Regions from separate parts of the Zea mays genome. Here region 1 is linked to region 2. Evidence: chromatin contacts called from public Hi-C data. All regions are on one chromosome and are shown on one strand. The core of a region is the stretch at or near the end of the contact, and the rest is flanking DNA. Distances in the headings are between cores, read along the strand shown.

Region 1 (6,037 bases), core at 1,034-3,533, 180 kb before region 2:
AGGAGGGGCTGTAGGGGCGACTGGGTGACCAGGTCGACTAGAACACGATTAGTCGACCTAGTCGTCGTCTTAATCGCGATTAGTCGCCTGGTTCCCCAGGTGTGTCAATTAGCAAGTCGCTCAACTTCAAATCACTGTAAGAGTCACCACATCATCGATGGGTATGAAGAGTAAAGAAGTTAGTCGAACCAACTAGGATTTATTTGGGTAGTTGGAATGTAGTGTCACTTACATGTAACTTAAGAGAGTTAGTTGAGACAGTGACCAGAAGACATGTAAATATCTTATGTGTTCAAGATACTAAATGGAAGGGTCAGAAGGCGAAGAATATGGACCATACATGCTTTAAGCTTTAGTACATAGGGACAAGTAAAAATAGAAAAGAACAGCTAAAAATAGAAAAGTACAGCTTATAAAAATAGAAGGTTATCTTAAGTTCTTCATCATACTTTATTGCATTTTATGTTCTTCATCATATAGGAGGGGAGGTTCGAATTAACAACTTATAAAAATGTATGAATTTATTGAATTACATATCGTTTGCCATCAATTTGTTGGGAAAATGATCGCTGGTAAGCTCCAGGCAGGTCAGAAGATTGGAGGAGCTCTGCCCTAAAGTTTACGGAAGGTGTGCTCTCAGCCGCACATGTTTTCAAGTGAGAAGAATAACTCATTGTTACTGAATTGTATGAATGTGATGTGTTATGCTGGTAATGACTTTGCTTTGAGAGTAGGCAAGTTAGTCAAGCAATTCACCTGGTGTGGTGGTGTTTCATGTGGTTTCGTGAGTAGATGGCCATGATCTTTTAATTTGGGAATGTAAAGTCTATATAACCTTTGTGTTGTGCAAAGCATATATGAACAGGGACTAGGTCCCTTAGATCTAGAAAATGTATGTTGGGCAATAAGTAATGCACAATCAGAGGTAACCCACTCATGCTAGTTGTGTGTGTTGCAGTCGTATTATTCATGTCTTGCAGTCACTGATTTGAAAAAAAAAATATCACATGCAGAGTCAATCAATATCCTTTCACCCCATGCTTCTGTTTTACTCCACAGCAACCATGCATAACATGTCCTGTTTGAGAGCACGGTTAGATCGAAACCCGAAAGGATCTATTAACCACCAAAGAGCACCGAAGCATAACCACCAAAGAAAAATATGTGAATGAGAACGACACCGAGGCATAATGTTTTTTATTGAGGTTTGTGATATGCCTACATCCCTGGGGCATGACAACAGGCACACCTCACTAGGTTTGCGATATGCCTACATCCCCTTGGCATGGCTACTAGCATGCCTCACCAGCTCCCCATAAAAAAGCAGTTATACCGGCATCCAAGCGATCCAACGGTCTCGCCGCCATCCAAACTAGCTGCCAATTCATCTCATGGTTACAACAGAGGTTGCCTCACATTTATGGCCCCCTGGAATATAAAATTCAACTCCAGCTCTATCCTAACCCCTAATACAACTCAAGTGGTAAGGTAACCCAACTGCACGCATAATCGACACATGTCTAACATGTCCTCGCTGGCAGTCTGTTGTTTATGTGCATAAACGTTGAATATGAAGAAGTACTCAAAGTTTTCAAGGTCGATGGAGTTCAGCGACATGGAAATTGTTGGTTGGCACTTGGAACATGGAAGCTGAAGGTACCGGTTGCAATTTTTGCAATCTAAAGCTGATACTTTAAGCCCTTAACCAGTAACAATTAGAATGGATCACTTAAGGGTTCGACGACAAGGCATTGAAATAAAATACAACTGCAATGAATCAGAAATACAGCGTTCAACCCCCCCCCCCCCCCCCCCCCCCCCCCCCCTGTGCAAAATTAAGTCGAAAAGTAAAGGCCCGCTAGTACCAATCAGTGATAAGTCGTAAGTCACAGAAATCTAAGCACTGAACAATTTACAGAGAAAGCAAAAATTCTGGTTGATTATTGCTCCGGGGAGTTAATGGGAGGGAGTGTTCCAGCGATTTATTACCGACCTGAAGAGCGGGATCTGGAGCATCAGGAGGAGGAAGTAGACTCGGGAGGCGTAGATAGAGATCCGGCGGCTTGTCCAACCGCCGCCCACCCGCCGGCGCTGCACCTCGACCCACCCCGGCCCCGCCGGTGTCGGCGCCGACGAGCTCGGCCGCGCCTCCCCCACCGCCCTCTCTCTCCTCCTCTGTGGCGCCATGGGTCGCCTACACCGCCGGCTTCCTGTTGCTTCAGTTACCAAATCATGGTCGTGACGACTGACGAGCCAAGGCGCGAGCGCGACTTTAAACAACTGGTTCAACGGATCGGATTATAGATCAATTATTATTAGGTCTTATTCGTTTCTGTCGGATTGGTGGGTCGGAATAATTCCTATCCGGATTGCTTCTCTAATTTATATAAACTTTGATTAGCTGGAACGATTACGGGTGTAATCCGACTTAAACGAACAAGAGGGTCTGTTCGGATATGCCGGATTCAACCTCCGGAATAATTCCACTTGGAATGATAGTTTAATTTATATAGTAATTGATCATCTAGAATAGTTCCGGGTCTCGTTCCGATGTAACCGAACAGGCCCTTAGGGCATGTTGGGTTGTCCAGGGTTGGACACAGAATTATTCAATCAGCAACGACCGCTATGCAAGCAGTCTTTTTGTGCAAGCGTGTAAGGAAATCAACTGATCCATTAGATCGTGATCAAACCGTAGCTCATATTTAACACTTAAACTCTTCCACCACTAGCTCAATAATATTTATAAAAACCCTCTAACACACTATGGTTGTATCTGTGGTTGAATCGTAATCTGATGGATCTGATGGTTTGTTTACACGCTTGCACAGAAAGACTGCTTGCATAATAGTCGTTGCCGATAAAATCTTATATAAAATAGGTAAACAATTTAGACAGGAATAGTTCTAGACCACCATTCCTAAGCAACCGAACAGGCCTAATGGGTCCAATTATCGAGTCGGCTGATTGGAAAACACAGCTGTAGTTTATAATATAAAAGGTTAAACGGATCGGATTATAGATCAATTATTAATGGATCGAATTATTGCATCGGCTGATTGGAAAAAAGTAAAAAACAATGGCAGATTCCAGTTACAGCTAGTTTATAATATAAATTTAATCAGTTTAAAATTTAATATAGATAAGAAATAAAATAACTCATCTAAATGGTTTCTAAAAGTCTACAACTCTAGTTTTGGTATTTTCTGGAGCTCTTAATAACCTACTGTATCAACTCCACTAAATTTTCTAAAATTAGAGTACTTCCAAAAAGAGCGGCTAATTGATGAGTCTCAAATCGTCAACCTCAAGGCCCGAACCAGGGGAGGACTAATTGTTGGGCGGACAAAGAAAGTTTGATGCATGATTTAGGCCTGGTTAGAGCTTTAGCTTTTAGTTCCATAGCTCTTGGTTTTGGATTTCTAAAAGTTGGTTTGTGAAAATTCGAGTCTGACAACTCAGCTTTATCCTCGTCGTGTTGGCCATATGGCCCAATCTACAGAGCAAAAGGATGAGCATGATGTTGAATGTAAACGATCATTTCATCATATTTTTAGATGGTCAAAATTATACATGTTCATATTGAACACATCTAATGGATGACTTGTGGCCTAGCCCACGAAAGCTCGATACATATCTATCATAGCTCTACGTCAATTGACCTCATGTCGGCATGGCACGGGGCTCATGTCGTGTGTTGGGCCATAGGGGAGGTTGTGGTGCAAACAAGATCAGTTTCATTCTACCTGTTTCTTTAGAATATTTATATTGCGGACCCTCCCTCATCGGGACCCACTAAGGCTTTGTTTGAGTACTCTAGTATTGACCTCAATACATGTGGATTAAGCTCAATACTAGAGTACCCAAACTAGGCCTAACTCTATTTAATTTCCCCTCTCGTCCTCAGCTGCAACTGAGTTGCAACTGACTTTCTCGTCTCTCACCTTTACCTCCTCTTTCATCCTGGCTCCTTGTCTATGTGAGGTAGATGCCACCAATGATCCACCATCGTCGCTACTGCACCATGGCTCCAATGCTCTATAAATCATCTTCTCTATCTCTGTTGGAGCGATGGCTGTCCTCCCCCTCGATCAATCTTCTTTAACACCAATGGAACATGCTTTATTGCAGATGCAGGAAGACAAGGGTGCCTCGATCGGTATCAGAACCGAGGTCTTCATCTAGAATTGTTGAAGGCATCGAAGCAAAGGGCTGCACCGCTTAAGAGGGGGCTCCTTGTAGCTTCGTGAAGGCGACCTCACCGCTCGAACGGTTCCAACCAACGATAGTCCCGACAAGGTCGAAGACCTGTCATCATAGGGCGAAGGGTACCACGCGCAGAAGAGGGCCGCGATGCCCTACGGCGGGCCCAGGCCGCGTTCTGCTATCATTCGGGCCCATTTGTAAGCCCTCTTTGGGGTAGGGTTTGTAGTACATTTGATCAGGCTGTACTTAACATCGCTGTAATGACCCTATAAGGGGGAATATTTTGGAGCTATAGCAGGTGACCGGGGCATAATTGTACTTAGGATGGCTTACCCACCTACCTGGATACCTATAAATACTCCCGCATTGTACACTGATGGGACACGCTTAACAAGATGCTATAGTTCCCCGCTTATTGTTCTGTTGAGCACCAGAGTTCACCCTTTCCTGAGTGATTGGGCCCACTTGACCACGTGTCAGTTGGTACCAACATTTGGCGCCCACCGTTCGTGCTATGACAAAGCAATCTCGCGATGGCCCCCAAGAAAGCGACTTCCAAGGCCACCACCTCTCTAGACGACGTGGCAAAGTCAGCCCTTACCGAGATGAAAGGCAAGGCAGCCCTCGTCGGCGACGCTTCCCAAGATGCTCCCAAAAACAATGACGGAGCAGTCAACTGCAAGCGTCCTCGAACAGAGAATCCACCCACCCCCGAAGGCATCACTTGCACGTGCAGTGCTAAGGGCCTCCCTTGGAACCCCTCAGGTTTGACCCCCCTGGAGGTTGATGACATCATCGAGGACGGCGAGGTCCTAGGCATCTCAGCTGAAGACCAGCTAAAGTTAAGTGCACTTCGCATTAAAAATAATCACCTATAAAACAGAAGGAGATACTCGTGGCCAAGCGGCAGCGCACCAACATGCAAGCCAAAGTAAGGCAGGTGATCGTAGAAGAAGAGCAGAAAGCTAGAGAGTTGGAGCAGCAAATCGCAGAAATGCATGGCGAAGACCTCTACCACCAGCAGCAGGCCCACGCGCTCAAATTAAACCCTCATCACCCCCACATACCAGCCTTCGCACCAGCTGCCTTCCGTGGGTTAAATTACCTTGATGAACGAAGCCCTCTTGAACCAAAGCTTCAGGCCTCCCCTTGGCCGCAAAATTATAGAAGAGACACTTACCCAAAGTACAATGGCAGTGCAGACCCAACTTGGTACATCATGAGTTATCAGGTCGCAGTCACATCATCTGGAGGGGATGATGCCACCATGGCCAAGTCATTCATCATAGCCCTCGAGGGCCCAGCTCTCACATGGTATTCAAGGTTGCTGCCATTATCAATTGATTCATGGAAGTCACTCCGTGACAAATTCTTGTTGAACTTTCAAGGTTATAGACCTGAAACAGATGCCCTAGCAGATCTCTCGCTTTGTAGGCAGCAAGAGAAGGAAAGTCTTCGTGATATTACAAAAAGTTTCCCCCTGTTGAAATCAATGTTGCCCTCGGTTGATGAGCATATAGCCAGCAACTATGCAATCAGCGGCCTTCGAGCAGGTGTCGTATACAACCACTGCATAAGGGATCCACCAACTAACCTGCAGGAGTTGTATCAACTTTTTGAAAAGTATGCCCGATGAGAAGAGCTCCACCAAAGGAAAGTCAAGTCTCAACGAAAGACTAAGGAGACTCTACAATCCAGCAGGACATGGATCAGGCCTCCACATCAGGACCCAACCGACAAGAGCGTGCCCAGCTCTAGTTGCACAACATCACAAACCAGCAGCAACCAGGAGAGAATCCCCTCGTCGTCAAGACTATCCCCTGCAACAAGG
Region 2 (5,497 bases), core at 1,986-4,485:
CCGAGGTTGAGGTCAAGTCTGTCTTCCGAGGTTGAGGTCGAGTCCGAGCCCCGGGTCGGGCGAGGCGGAGACCGTCGTTCGAGGCCAAGGCCGAGTCCGAGCCCTGGGCTCGGGCGAGGCGAAGTTCGTCGTCTTCCGGAGCCGAGGCTGAGTCCGAGCCCTGGGGTCGGGCGAGGCGGAGTTCGTCGTCTTCCGGAGCCGAGGCTGAGTCCGAGCCCTGGGGTCGGGCGAGGCGGAGTCCATCGTCTGAGGCCGAGACGGGGGCCGAGCCCTGGGGTTGGGCGAGGCGGAGCTTCCTATGGCGCCCGAGGCCAGACTTGGCTGCTGTCAGCCGGCCTCACTTCGTCGAGTGGCACAGCAGGCGGCGCTGTCTTCTTGTCAGGTCGGTCAGTGGAGCGACGAAGTGACTGCGGTCACTTCGGCTCTGTGGACTGGAGCGCGCGTCAGGATAAGGTGTCATGCGATCCTTGCATTAAATGCTCCTGCGATACGGTCGGTCGGCGTGGGGATCTGGCCAAGGTTGCTTCTCGGCGAAGACTGGGCCTCGGGCGAGCCGAAGGTGTGTCTGTTGCTTGAGGGGGCCCTCGGGCGAGACGTGAATCCTCCGGGATCGGCTGCCCTTGCCTGAGGCTGGGCTCGGGCGAGGCGAGGTCGTGTCCCTTGAGTGGACCGAGCCTTGACTTAATCGCACCCATGAGGCCTTTGCAGCTTGTGCTGATGGGGGTTACCAGCTGAGATTAGGAGCCTTGGGGTACCCCTAATTATGGTCCCCGACAATGTCCCTGTGTTATTTGTAAACCATTTGAAATTTCATATGAAGTTGTACCTCTCCCCTATAAATAGGTGACTAGTTCCATGCATAAGGGGACCTTTTCGAGGGCCTTTAGCTTCATCTTGTTTAGCCTTTGAAGTATCTTCGAGCTATCTTATGTGTAAAGCCGAAGGTACGTTTGTAAATTCAGTTCACATGGGGAAAGATGGAACGAAAAATGCTAGAGCATACGAGATGAGTGTCACACCACGCTGTTTATTGCTCTATCACACATTATTATTTCATCCACATTATCATTTTATATCTTCACTCTTGAGTTACCCTTCATAGAAGAGGTAACTAAAGGGAGAAGGTCTGAACCTTCTAACTTATGTTACCTTGTTTTTGATACCATGTTGTGATGAAAAGTAAGTAACTAATAGGGTGGATTGGAGATTCCATCACCTGGACCAACCTAACAAATCCCCCAAAACACACTACCAGCACCATTTGAATAGCCTACACGCCCGACCCACCCCCGCACACCAACCGCCACACCTCGATCAGCCCACACGCTGCAACCACCCATCGCACCCCCCCCCCCATGACCCCCCGTCCGAACAACTAAATTGAAATGTTAATGGAATGATTGAAATTGTAACGGAATGGTCGGATGAGTGAATGACCGAGACTGTAATAGAATATTGAAATTGTAATTGTAACAGAATAACTAAAATTGTAACAGAAATTATAATGGAATGACTAAAACTGTAACATAATGTCTAAAACTGTAACGGAAGGGCTGAATAAGTGAATGCATGAAGATTTAACAAAAATTTTGAAACTACTAACGAAATGATTCAAACTATCGCACTAACAAAATTGATGTGCACAGACATAATAAATAATTGGATCAGTTCCGTGGTCTGGTGGCCAGGTTGGTTCCACTAGCCGATCGGCTAGTTAACTTGCTGGTTAATTAGTTCGGTTGGACCATAGGCCACCTTTGGTGATAAATAGAGTGTATGTATGCAAGTTCGACCAATACAAATATTCATTGTGTGAGATAATCTTTATGCTTTTAGAGCTAAACCTTGTTTGTTTATCCTCTAGATTATATAATCTAGTTCAAATAAGTTAAGAGACAAATAAATAGTATAGATTATCAGAATGAATTATATAATTTAGGTATCTAGATTATGATAATCCATAAGCAGAACATTAAGTGTTTATTTTATATTATTGTTTGACTTTTTATCCACTAATAATTTATGTAAACAAATCCTTTAAATATAATTATATACACTAGATTATATAATCTATATAAAATAAGCTGAATTATATAATTTTGCAAGAAACAAACAGGCCTTGCATAAACGATGTAAAAGCCAAAAAAAATTTGATTTTGGTCCACGGCGTGACGTGACCATGCCATTCTTTGCATGGCCCTCCCTATGGCAAACAGATCTCTGCCAATCAGGAATCTTACAACGTGACCTTGACCGTGATCGCTGATGCAGCCTGGCACTCTGGCATACCAGAGCTGTGCCTCAGCAAAGTACTCCTACACTACACCGATGCAAATAATTCATCATTGCTTTGAACGGTTAATTTTTTAGTCTACAACAACAGCACCGCAGTACGGCCCCATGTTAGCAAGTTGCCACTCACAGACAAGAATGATTCAAGTTAGCTCTTCAGCTCCAAGCTATAAGGTTCAATATTTTACAATTGTCAGTATCATAGAAAAGCTGGACTGACCACGCCCTTCATGATGGACAGGCTGCTCAGGATGCTAACACTTTCCTTATCTTGGTCTTGAACAGCATCACTATGATTTTGTCCATGGAGAAGTAGAGGAAGCAGCCTCTGGAATGTGTCACAAAGGAACCGTAGCTCGTACCAACGATGCAGTGCCAGGTAGGCCCATACACTTTATCGAACTCCTGTTTGGATATATAGCAACAATTGAAGAGTGAAAAATTGAAGTTTGTTTTCACAAAGAACTAACTCATCCGAAAGACAGGATCGAAGAACAGAACAATTTGATGGATGGCTCTGTAGAAGGCAAGGCAAATATCATCAGAACGAGCATACCTTCTTCACATCATGGGCCAGTTGCCTTGAGCTGAACTTGTCCAAGTTGTCATGGGACCGCTTAGCGCACCGGAAGGCATGCAGCTGCATGAACGGCGGCATGTCTGCAGCCATGACCTTCACCCCGAGCACCGCAACGACTTCTTTCATGTTGATCTCCATCTCCGGCATAGATCTCCTTCCGGGCGCGACGTCGGCGACCTCTCTCTGCACCCGAGGCTTCTCAAGGCAGACGCCTTCGTCCTTCTGAACGGGAACGGGATTTGGAAGCTTGGCCTCAGGGACAGGCGGAGGATGCCTTGTCTCCTTTACGGTTCCCCTCCACTTCCCACCAAACAGCCATTGATCTGCCCTTGTTCTCCTGCTGCCATGGCGGGCTGCCATTGCTATGTCAATGCCTCTGCTACTCAGCTGGTTAATGGTTATTGGCTCTGGATCTGTATGGGCTTTCCTAAAGCCGTCTATATAACACCATGGGAGTGCCAGACGCAAGCGGAATCGTGTAGTCCGGGCACTTCTTAATCAATGGATTATTGTGGGTTTGGATACTCTGCAATGAGTGGGTGGGAGCAAGCAGTGGCGGACGCAGAACAAAATTCTAGGTGGGGCCAACAGTGCAAGAGACAAATCACCAGACTAGACTATAAATATAGATTAATGATAATAACATGAATGTTAAATGATAATATCTAGTGTTTCCAAAATGATATGAATACCAAAAAACCTTTTTGGCTACCAAAAGGAGAGCTATAGAGAAAAAATAGGTGGACTGACTGAGGACGAGGCACTAGAGCGGAGCAGCCGCATCGGCGCGTCGTTCTGGCGAGTCATCGAAATTGTCGTGAGATGGCGTTGGTGAGACGACGACAGCTAGGAGGAGCGAGTGCAGGAAGCAAGGTAGCGATAGATGACGGCAAGCGACACCCATTGTCGTGTTGCAACGACGCGGTGAGACTCTAATGAGTTAGCGAGGGACATATGACACCACGGTCCCACCAACAACTTGCTCATCTGCTGGTGCGGACTAGGAGGCAAAATATCAACGTTGTCTGCAGGATCCCGACGAGTCGACGAGCTGATGAGTGATGAGAAGGTAAGGTGCGCTGCAACGGGCGGGTTAGGTCACCGACTTACTGGTCAGTCGATGACCGAAGACCGAAGAAGTGAGTGAGCCACGACTGGGCTTGCGCTAGGGAAGAGAATCAAATGGCTCAGATAAAGAGTGGACTGAGTAGTGAAGCGTCGATAGAAAAATAGATCAAAACCTAGTTTTAATTAGATTTGTCCACGCTAACTATACAAAAATTTGTTTATTTTGGTGTGTACCTAAACCTAGGTATAAGGGGTTAAAAAATTGAGGTGGGGCCATGGCCCACCTTGCCCACCCCTTGGATCCGCCACTGGGAGCAAGGGACAAAATTTTATTTTTTCTGAACATAAAGAAAGCCGCAGACCATGTGCAGATTGCCTTATTCTGCGCTAAACTGATGGAGCTGGTGCCCTGTATCGTGGAGAAAAGATAGTGTGTAGCTGGTTAGCTGCTGCTGCTGCATTAAGACCAGATTTGATGGATCATAATCTCTAATCATTATGACAGAAAAGGAACAGCAAGTCTTCAACCACCTTGCTATGCCGCTCACAGTATACTGTATTATACAGGTGTCGGTAGAGTTAGGATCTAATTTTGTGACAGTCCATGCAAGCTTCTCATCCCCAGGAAATGGATTGGAAACTTTGTCCTGCTAGATTTAAGAAATCTTGCGGTGTCTACTTAGTCAAATCCGAGAGCACTTAATAATAAACAGTTGATCTATACTTGCGCACGCATTGTTAACACATAAACAGAGGGAAGTAGGAATCCATATCGTCTTGCTGTCTTGCCCTTGATTAAGGGCAAGGCAAGATCTTGGCATCCTGTGGCTTGTAGAGGTGGAGGAAGGTCTTGTAGAGGTGGAGGAGGATCCCACCGATGCCGCCTTGATCTGGACATTGCCGCCGCCCTGTAGAGGTGGTGGTTTGGTCTCTGGACCCCTTGGGGCTCCATGGTCCGTAGCCGCCATTAGGGTTAGCAAAACTTCCGGTCATGGCAAACACCAAGGCGATGGGAGCCTCTCTGATTGTGTGGTATTAGGGTTTCAAGCATGGCTAATGCGTTGGCTAAACCTGCCGGTCCCTAATCCCTTTTTATATGGCACAAGGTGAAGTAGGGCTGCAACTATAAGGTTAGGTCCCCCTCCCCGCGATCAAGGGTGTGGGTTGAGGAGATGGTTAGTTAGATCTACCCTGGTTACTGTTAACCAGTTGTGTAGAGGACACACCAACATTCTCCCCTTTGTTCTATACTTTTATTATACTTCACTTTTCTGGGTTCACCCCTCGACAAGTTTACACATCAAGACCAACACGTAACGATAACCGATTAAGAGTCACCGCACTCGTTGACTACAACATGCTCCCCTGCCTCAGAATGAAATAGCTTTACTAGATTGCATTTTGTAGCACCTGTGATTCAAGATCACAGGCTCTCTCTGAAACCCATGCCGGCTACGCACTGTCTGAACACGTTGGGTGGGAGGCCTTTTATGATCGGATCTGCTAGCATCTACTGAATTCTAGTATGCCTGCTTTTATGGTTTGATCCTAAATCTT

Evidence for each region. A called contact is a pair of places that touch in the nucleus more often than the background predicts.
Region 1: a Hi-C map of tassel shows a contact between it and region 2, with 2.4 times the contacts expected there. The contact joins the promoter of LOC100278843 here to the promoter of LOC100216769 in region 2. A contact is called at or near these places in 2 of 25 Hi-C or Micro-C datasets (ear and tassel).

What each region holds. Positions count from the first base shown.
Region 1 is chr8:63,368,303-63,374,339 of Zm-B73-REFERENCE-NAM-5.0, reverse strand. LOC100278843 reads right to left here and starts at 2,283. Exons shown (of 3, transcript NM_001151988.1): 1 at 1,994-2,283. The coding sequence starts at 2,187.
Region 2 is chr8:63,193,410-63,198,906 of Zm-B73-REFERENCE-NAM-5.0, reverse strand. LOC100216769 (putative dynein light chain type 1 family protein) reads right to left here and starts at 3,235. Exons shown (of 2, transcript NM_001143168.1): 1 at 2,849-3,235; 2 at 2,126-2,697. The coding sequence starts at 3,232. The coding sequence ends at 2,539.